2 separate regions of the Anas platyrhynchos genome follow, and region 2 is linked to region 1. A link is a contact called in public Hi-C data. All regions are on one chromosome and are shown on one strand. The core of a region is the stretch at or near the end of the contact, and the rest is flanking DNA. Distances in the headings are between cores, read along the strand shown.

The links. Hi-C and Micro-C count contacts between places; a contact is called where the count stands out from the background.
Region 2: a contact with region 1 is called in a Hi-C map of skeletal muscle, with 4 times the contacts expected there. The contact joins two enhancer-like sites. A contact is called at or near these places in 2 of 8 Hi-C or Micro-C datasets (skeletal muscle and small yellow follicle).

What each region holds. Positions count from the first base shown.
Region 1 is chr3:93,206,273-93,210,686 of IASCAAS_PekinDuck_T2T, reverse strand. It overlaps PHF3 (PHD finger protein 3), which reads left to right. Exons shown (of 15, transcript XM_072036313.1): 15 at 1-1,442. The coding sequence ends at 341. Among named protein-coding and RNA genes, the nearest start is that of PHF3, 50 kb to the left of the region's middle. Within about 2 kb of position 2,841, at least 4 of the 8 cell types and tissues checked have an H3K27ac peak or open chromatin away from gene starts, as enhancers often do.
Region 2 is chr3:93,348,061-93,352,117 of IASCAAS_PekinDuck_T2T, reverse strand. The region is part of intron 1 of LGSN (lengsin, lens protein with glutamine synthetase domain); the gene reads right to left. Among named protein-coding and RNA genes, the nearest start is that of LGSN, 26 kb to the right of the region's middle. Within about 2 kb of position 2,182, at least 3 of the 8 cell types and tissues checked have an H3K27ac peak or open chromatin away from gene starts, as enhancers often do.

The DNA of each region.
Region 1 (4,414 bases), core at 1,592-4,091:
AAAAAGAGTGGAACAATGAAAAATACTGGGAACAAGATTCTGAAAGAAATAGACGCAGAGACAGAAACCAGGAAAAAGAGAGAGAGAGGAAGAGTAGAGAGGAAGGACATAGAGACAAAGAAAAATTGCGGCTTCCACACAGTGATAGGGGTGCTGATGGAAAATGCCCCAGAGAGACTAGAAATCCAGAAAAAAAGACGGAAAAGCCTAAGACGGAAGAGCAGGATCAAGAAAAAGATAAGGAGAGGGAAAAAAGTAAAGAGAAGCATAGAGAACGAGAAAGCGAAAAGAACAGAGATAGACATAGGGACCACAGTGACAGAAGTAAAAGCAAAAGGTAAAAAGATGCAGGCAGTCTTTTAAAATCCTATTTAAATAAACTGTTAGATTAATGTCGTAAAACTTTGTATAAAAAGAAAAAAAGCCTGCTAGGATTGTGCCATCTTTTTTATTCAGTGTTGGTGTTTTGCAGAAACAAGTCTGTGTTTTGGTACCATTCAATGTACCAATACTCATCCTTTTTTCATTATACCAACTATCGCTAGAAGTAGGAGTTTAATATTTTTAAAGATTTTACATTGCTGTATATTCAAAATTTTAAAGATTTCTTTTATTAATATGCAATAAAGGCTTAGAAATTTTCTTAGCTGATAAAGTTGGCTTTAGTCAAGTCTGCAATATAGTCGCTGCCTTTGGTAATTTGTGCTCTCTTCTGTTTTAAGATGCTCTGATAATTTTACAGATGAATTTCATACGATAACCTTCTTTTTAAATTGCACTCTTTTTAAGGATTGTAGCAAAGCCTCAGAGTCCACACATACTACAACAAAATATAATATGCTCGGCGATGTGAAGAGTTTTTTAAATTATTCAGTAGTACAATAAAATAATTCAAGTGTATTTCATTGGTTTTTCAAGTATTTCCTAAGCATCTAAAGCAGTCTGTGACCAGAAATTGGAAGGCTGAGCTGCTCGAATGTTATTGCTTTAAACTGCACTTGTTTTAATAAGAAAGCATTTTTAACCTAAGTTCTTGAAAATATGATTTGTGGTAGTTGATTCATTTCTCCCACCATTTTCCATGCTTCAAAAACTTGAATACCTAAGCTTGTACATTACTTTGTGTTTTGCTATCCTTTTTACTGTAAAATGTAAATATTTTAAGGGATATTTTGATTCTAAAATGATAAAACTTTCTCACATACTGTGTGTGTTTGATTTCATAGGTGTGAAAATGTAGACTAAATGAATATAGCAGGCTAAGTTGTACAATGCCACACTGGTCTTATGGCTAAGTCATTCCGAGTTTTGGGGGGGGTGAAGAAAGGGGAGAAAGGTAGAGGGAAATTTGTACCATTGGGACTTTCAGTAAATTGACTGCTATCCATTTCAAAAACTAAAAGGCAGAAAAAAAAAAAAAAGAAGAAATAAAAAAAAGACAACCTGAATACAAACTAAAATCTCCTGCTCTTACCCTTCCTTAAATACCCTGGTCATTTTGTCTAGTCTGTTAGAAACAAGAAAAACATTCCATTATGTAAACCAAAAGTTAGGTTTATTGTTCTGTTTCTCAGTGTTCTGTTTTTTATTTTGAGTACATTACCTTATGTATGGACATCGCATTTTGCACTTTGCTGTAGAAAAACCTCTTCTTTTTCAGAAGGTCTTTCCAGTCTAACAACACACTAATAACTGTTCATTTTAAATATGGATGTATTTTAAAGTAAAATTTCATTTGGGTACCCTGCAGATAGATTCACAGTCAATTCAACTAAAATAAAAAGAATCTTGCACCAAATGAAGGGGGCAGTAGCCTTTTATTCAGTGATGTTTCTTAGCCTCATAATTGAGAAGATCTAAAGGGAAAAATCCTCTGTTAGTAACCAGAAGCAATATTTATCCTTCTGAGTTTTGTAGTGTGATAAAATGACATTAAATTAGCTTTTTCCAAATTAATTCCATGATCTTGATAGCAGTAGTGCCACCGATTATATCAGGTAGTAATATGCACACGTTGTGTTGCTTAAACATTTACCCCAGTGTTCTTTAGATATAAAACTGCACCACAACCTTGGTTTGTGTTTGAAATCCATTTTAAATCAGTAGCTCTGCTTGTGAAGGTTTTCTTTTGACTTGTCCAAAGGTGGTCTAAAAATAAACTGTTAGTGGTGAAAATCGCAGCTGCCTGCACTGAAGAGAATGGGAGTGCTTTCTGTCAGAATTACCAGAAGCATTTTGTTTGGAAAGAGTAAGTAAACATTTCCCAAGCTTGCTTTACTACCTGCCTCTTGTATGCGAAGCCTGAAGAGTGCCAAAGTGAAACAGCTCTGGAGGTAGAGTTTTAAGATTTTAAATGAACAGGCAGAGACAGCTGACAGAATTTGGTCCTAGAACTTCAGTTAAGGTAATAGGAACAACTCCCACTGCTGCAGGGGTGAAGGACTTGTCTTCTCCATTGCCTTCAGTCACTCTCCCTCTGACATTGGTGTTAGCTGGGAATGCTCTGATTAATTGTTACTTGTTTTATGCTGAATCACTGCTCAGACCACAAAAAGCAGCGTGCACTCGTGGGGAACTGGCAGTACACCAGGAACCCCAGAGAGAACAGGATAAACCCTAAAGACGCTCCCTTCCCCAGCATCACATGGCCTTAAAAGGCCCTTCTAAGAGAAACGAAGAGGAGAAGAATCTGGAGCCAGCTCAAATGCCAAATAGGCTTTGTGAGCTGCCGTTACTTGTTGGAAAGAGGGGAGGAAGCTCTGCTGCATCAGCCTGATCGCTTGAGGGTTCAGAGCAGCTTAAGAGGATGGAAAGAACCTCGCAAAGTTGTTTGCAAAGCCTTATTAGAACATCTTGTGGCAGTTCCATCACCCTGCCCCTCAGTTAATCTTTGAGTCATCTCTTACTGCTGGCAAGGCACTTGTTGCCACATACTCGTAATGGTTATGTGGCAAGTAACATGTGTCACCTGGTTTTGCTGTGCCTATTGTCTATGTTCCTGACCTGCTTTATAGGAAGAAGAAAAAAAAAGTTGCTTGTCCCTGATCAGTACCCACTGAAGATTTCTGTTGGGAAAATTCCCATGCAAGGAGTTGAGAGTGGATAATGTGCTTTGGAGCAAATAGTAAAGTTAAAAGGGAAAAAGATAGGAAGCCATCACTACTATTTTTATATATTTTATTTATACAGTAAGTCAGCAGTCAAATGAGGAAAACAAATGCCATCACAAATCATGTGTCTAAGCAGATTAAAATACAACTTGATTTCTTTTGTATTTATATATTGAAGTGTTCTATTTTTACTTTTGATGTTAAAAATTCAAAAAAATAGTCATGGAAATTCAATTTATAGTGGCTAAAAATTTGTCTAGTAAAATCTCAACATCTCATTTAGAGGAATAAAAGCCGGAAGGTATAGCTAAAGCAAAGCAGTTGTTCGACTTTATTAAATCTATTAGGAACTGGAGTTATTTGTAGGCAGACTGCCACTGTCCCACATTCCAGCTGTAAATAGTTAAGAAGTTTTCATGTAGTCAAATCAGGGAGACCTCTGGTGGAGAAATACAGTAGGCATATTTTTATGCCTCAGTGGATATGTATGAGCTCAGTAATTAAGTAAAATATCTTTTCTACCCTTATGGAAGAATGATTTTAAATATTTTAGCAGTCTATTAAGTTCTACTGTTTTACATAAAAGTATGTGTAATGGATAGAGACTTGGAAGGTAGGAAGAACAACTCCATTACCTGAAATACAGTCATCGTGGACTTAACAATTAACTAGAGGTGTTATGATTTTTATGAAAGTGCATGTTATTTTTTTAACATACACTTTTTACCTCAAGTACACTTTTTTTCCACCTACAAATACTGCTTTTTCTCTTGGTCTTAAAATTACAAACTACAGAAGAGAAGCTATGCATTCTAATAAAACTTAGTTTTGGAAAAACAGGTAGGTTGTCCTTATCTACAAACAATACTGTATTTTTGCAAGCTAATTACCATCTGTTTACAAAATTATTTCTAGCACAATAAAGAAAAAATCAGACTTCTTCAATACTTTAAAGTAAATACCAAAATGTATGTAAAAGTACTTATGAGTAAAGTAAAAATTCTGACAATATTTTATATCTGCTATTAATACTCAACATTAAAAAAGAAAAGGAATTGGAGACAATTTTACTAATTGCTTTCTTACATTTGTTCCTGAATATTACACTTTCACCTAATACAAGAGGCAGGACAAAAATGAAATGTATCACTTTTAAAGGATCTTAAATAGTTTTTCAATTAATTTCTATGATCTCCATTATGGACATTATAACCTTCTGCTTTCATTAGCTGAACCTTTTTAGAATCCTGGAAGAGTGCAATATCTTTAATTTTACCAGTGAATTCCTTCTGAAAAAGCCCTGC
Region 2 (4,057 bases), core at 933-3,432, 140 kb before region 1:
TTTTTGAGTTCCCCCAAAGTCATTGACTGAAGAACACTGACTCTGTAGGGAAAGCACACATACCATATCTGGTCAGCTAAGGCAACTATAAGAAGCCTAAAATACCAGCTTTCTCACAACTTTCCTGAATCTGTATGAATTGCAATTGACATAACTAGTAAGCCTTTGGAAAAAAAAAAAAAAAAAAAAAAAAAAAAAAAGGTGGGGGAGGTTTTTCATAAAGTGGAAGGCTTATTCTTGACATGAGTGCTATTCCTCTGCTAAACAAAATCCCCGCTTCAAAACAGGGTGGTGCTGGAGTGTTTCAAAGGCCTCAAAGTATTAACATGAGCAAAATGGCACTTTGTTCCTGGGTTCATTTGTTGAAGGGGCTGAACGATTTGGCTGAAATATTATGGAACTCAGCCAGGGGCACAGGCAGGGTAGGAAAAGTTTTGGCTTAAACTCAGCATTTCAGAAAAGGTGGAAACAACTAAAAACACTATTGCATAATGGGAATGGTAGCTTTCTTCAATGGTGCCTTCAGTGGTGCATAATAAGTGGTGCTGCTAACACCACATGTAACAGAGTTCTGACCTGCTTTTTTACTTTCCATTACTGCAGCAGGGGAAGGTTTTTTTTAATACAAATACGGGAATACATTAAAAAGTCATTAATGACCCATCCTATATAACATTCATTTCTCCTCAACTTGGCATGCCGTTTTAATTAGGGGCTTGAAAAATGAAAAAGAAATAAACACGGTCTGAAGATATTCCTAGCATTATTCTCTCTCTGACATCTCCAATGCAGACCACAGCCCTCCCAACCTGTGAGAGACAAAGAGACATGTGGAAAGTGAGAGATGTATATCCTGTGTGCCAGCTAATGTTAACAAGATGTACATGCCACTGTGACTCAGCAACAACAAACCTGCAATTTCCGGCAGGCTTCAGGCATTTGACATCAGAATGACTCAGCGTCCACACAGAGAGTTGAAGAGTTCTTTGCACAATTGCACCAGAGCATCTTTAAAATAATTTTGCAGAAATAACTGTAGTTTTCAAGGTCTCCCTATTCTTATATTTAGTTATTGCAGTAACCTTCTTGTGATTGTTTCAAAAATCAGTTACTATCACATGGAGCTGGTTGTGGCTCCACTACTCTTACAAAACAGTATTGCATATTGTTCTTCAATAAATTCTTATCATACCTTATTTTCCACCAAATCTTTGATATTTGGGAATGGAGGCAGCAGGAACACAGAGCCCACAAAGGAGCTGTGCCTGCATTTTATTAGATTTTGTTCATCTACTGCTGCTTTAAGAACCACTTTCTCTCAATTTTATTTCTCAGAACTTTTTGGCAGCCCACTGAAAAAAAAATAAACATAAATATTCTAAGGTAGGAGTTGTCACTGAATACTGGTGAAAGGGAGCTGAGTGACATCCTACAGGCTGGGGGAAATTTTAATGCTTAAGAATGAGAAGTAAATCATACTTCTCCCAGAGAACAGCCCACCTTCAGCACCTGAACAACCCCACAGTTCCTAGCATAACCACACAGTGAGCTCAAGACCTCTAGCTCTGACTGAAAAGTAGAAATTTAAAACATGCTGAAATGGACAAGATCCCTTCACCCATGCTTACAAAGGTGGCCATAACTACTCATCCTCAGTCAAGAAGTCCCATGTGGAATACAAAATCACTCCACAGGTGAACCACGGTGTTTGTAACTCTTCTACATGAAGGCATCTAAGCACTAGCATACGGACTCCCACAAATAAAACAGGCTCGTATTGCGCAAAAGTCAGCTCTGATGAGTTTTGACATCAGTTATTTAAAAAATAACTGAGAGCTCAAAATCTGATAATGGAGATTCTTACAGTGTCATGTAGCAGTTGTTGTTCCAGTCATCTTGTATAACAGAGAGCTAAGCAATTGACTCAAAAATTAATATGCAAAAAGAATATTACCCAGGTTGCAAGGTATTTGTTGACATTTACTTTTTTAGGTGCTGCAACCCCTGTGCAGGCTCTGCTTGTGCTTCTGGCAAAAAAGATTCTGGACAGCTTCAATCCAGATGTTGGAGAGTCACTTTAGCTGTTGCTCTCTCAGTCACTTGAGTTCTTTTACCCTGCTCAAGTTAAAGAAAACAAGTGAGTGCTTAAACATGTTAGCTTGGCACAACAATACCTTAACACAGGCACACAGCTGGTGTGTGACCATACGGCGGGGAATGCAAGCTAGGAACTTAGGTCAGACACTAGGAGTTAAGAAACATCAGATAAATTACTTCCTGGCAACTTTAATTCTGTTCCCTTGTGCAATTACATTTCAATGCAGTCTTTAATTATGTAATCACATCCTATTCTTCCTCTTTTTGCCTCTTATTTTTAATGAAGAAACTGGATTCCCTTGGTAGCTAAATTAAGATTTCAGAAGCAACTGTAGATATAGTGATTCCTAGTTTTCAGATGCTTGACCTGCATTCTAATTTATATTTTTTGGCATAGCTTTTTTCATATGTAAGTTTAAATGGAATGATAACATCAAAGTAAGGTGAATTCAGAGTGTCTTTTACCCCAGCTTTGCAAGTGGCTGATGTAGTCTTTGTTTTTCATCCACCACAAGCTTCAAACCCACACACGCTGCCTTGTGAAAAGTTTCATTGTTTGGTTGGCTTGTTTCTAGAAGAAAAATGTTTCTACTAAATGTTGAAATGTAATCATACATCATGGGAGATGTCACATTCTCTCTGAAAATCTTGAAAGAAAAAAAAAAAAGACAAGTAATTGATCTGCAATTCTCACAAGGTAGCATTCCAAATTTATATATATATATACATATATATAAACATAAAAGTTTGGAGTTGAAAATTTATGAGGTCAGGTTCAGACTTCTTGCATTCATTTTTTCACCAAAAAGTCAATATTTTCTTTCAGGGAAGAAAGTCAGCTCTCGTAGTTACTCTGCTTCCAAGTGGTAGCTAGCACTGTTTGAAAATGTTACCACGCAATGGTAGGACAGCAGAGAACAAATTAAACAAAATTCTTTCCTCAATGTACTTCAACTTGCATTTGAAATTGAAGGGAAGAAACTGTTTCTAGTTTTGTTTACTTAACCTACTTCAGCTCTTTTGTTTGTAGTTATAATGAAGTTCTAGAGGTATTGATGAACCACTCAAAGAACACTGTGTTTTTGTCCAGGTCAGTCAGTGGGTCCAAAGATTGAAAACAAAATGTTACATTTTCTTCTTGGTAATTTAAGAAGCTTTGATATTGCTGTTTCTGCTTAATGCCTGTTTAAAAGCATCTTTTTCCAACCACCACTGACCAGACCTGAAAGCTTTTTGTATTGTTCTGAAGGAGGTTATTCATTCTGGTTTAATCTATTGTGAGCTAACGTGATCTGGATGTCAGATTTGCTCTTTATTCAACTAAGTGACTCATGGCCACTTCTACTCCAGTTTCTCCACATCTTCAGCCTGTTTTTCCAGGTTCACCTGGAGTTTGGGCTAGGCTGCCTTCAGGCAGATGTTCTTCATTTTGACTTCTCTTTTCAGTCTTGTAACTGAGGCTAAAGTGTGAACATAAAAGAAACCAAATATCCCAGGAATGTGATGAAAAAATATGAAACTTTTCTAGAGGTCATTAACCTGTGAACCTATTTAATCAGTCAAGGAGATGCCACGCTACCATGAAACATGGGAAATATTTGAGATTTATAAAGTTTTAATATTATACAAACTTTTGGCTGATGAGCTTTTGTATTAAATTCTTTTATGAATCTTTCGGAGAACAGATTGTCACTGTACAGCCCTGAGACTTTGTTATGGCTTGCACCAGACGTCCTGTGCCTGAAGCTAATAAATAGCTGTGATATCAAAATTTAAAAGGCAATACTGTGCATTCCTATGGGACTCCTCCTTTTCAAAAGCCTTTCACACTAATGAAATGACTTTACTAAAAAACAGGAGTTTTATCAGATCTGGCTTGATTCAGATTGCCTGTCCTATCTTGTTGTATTAGTGTAGAGGACATGGAATCCATCACACAGAAAAATTACCTAAAAATAAT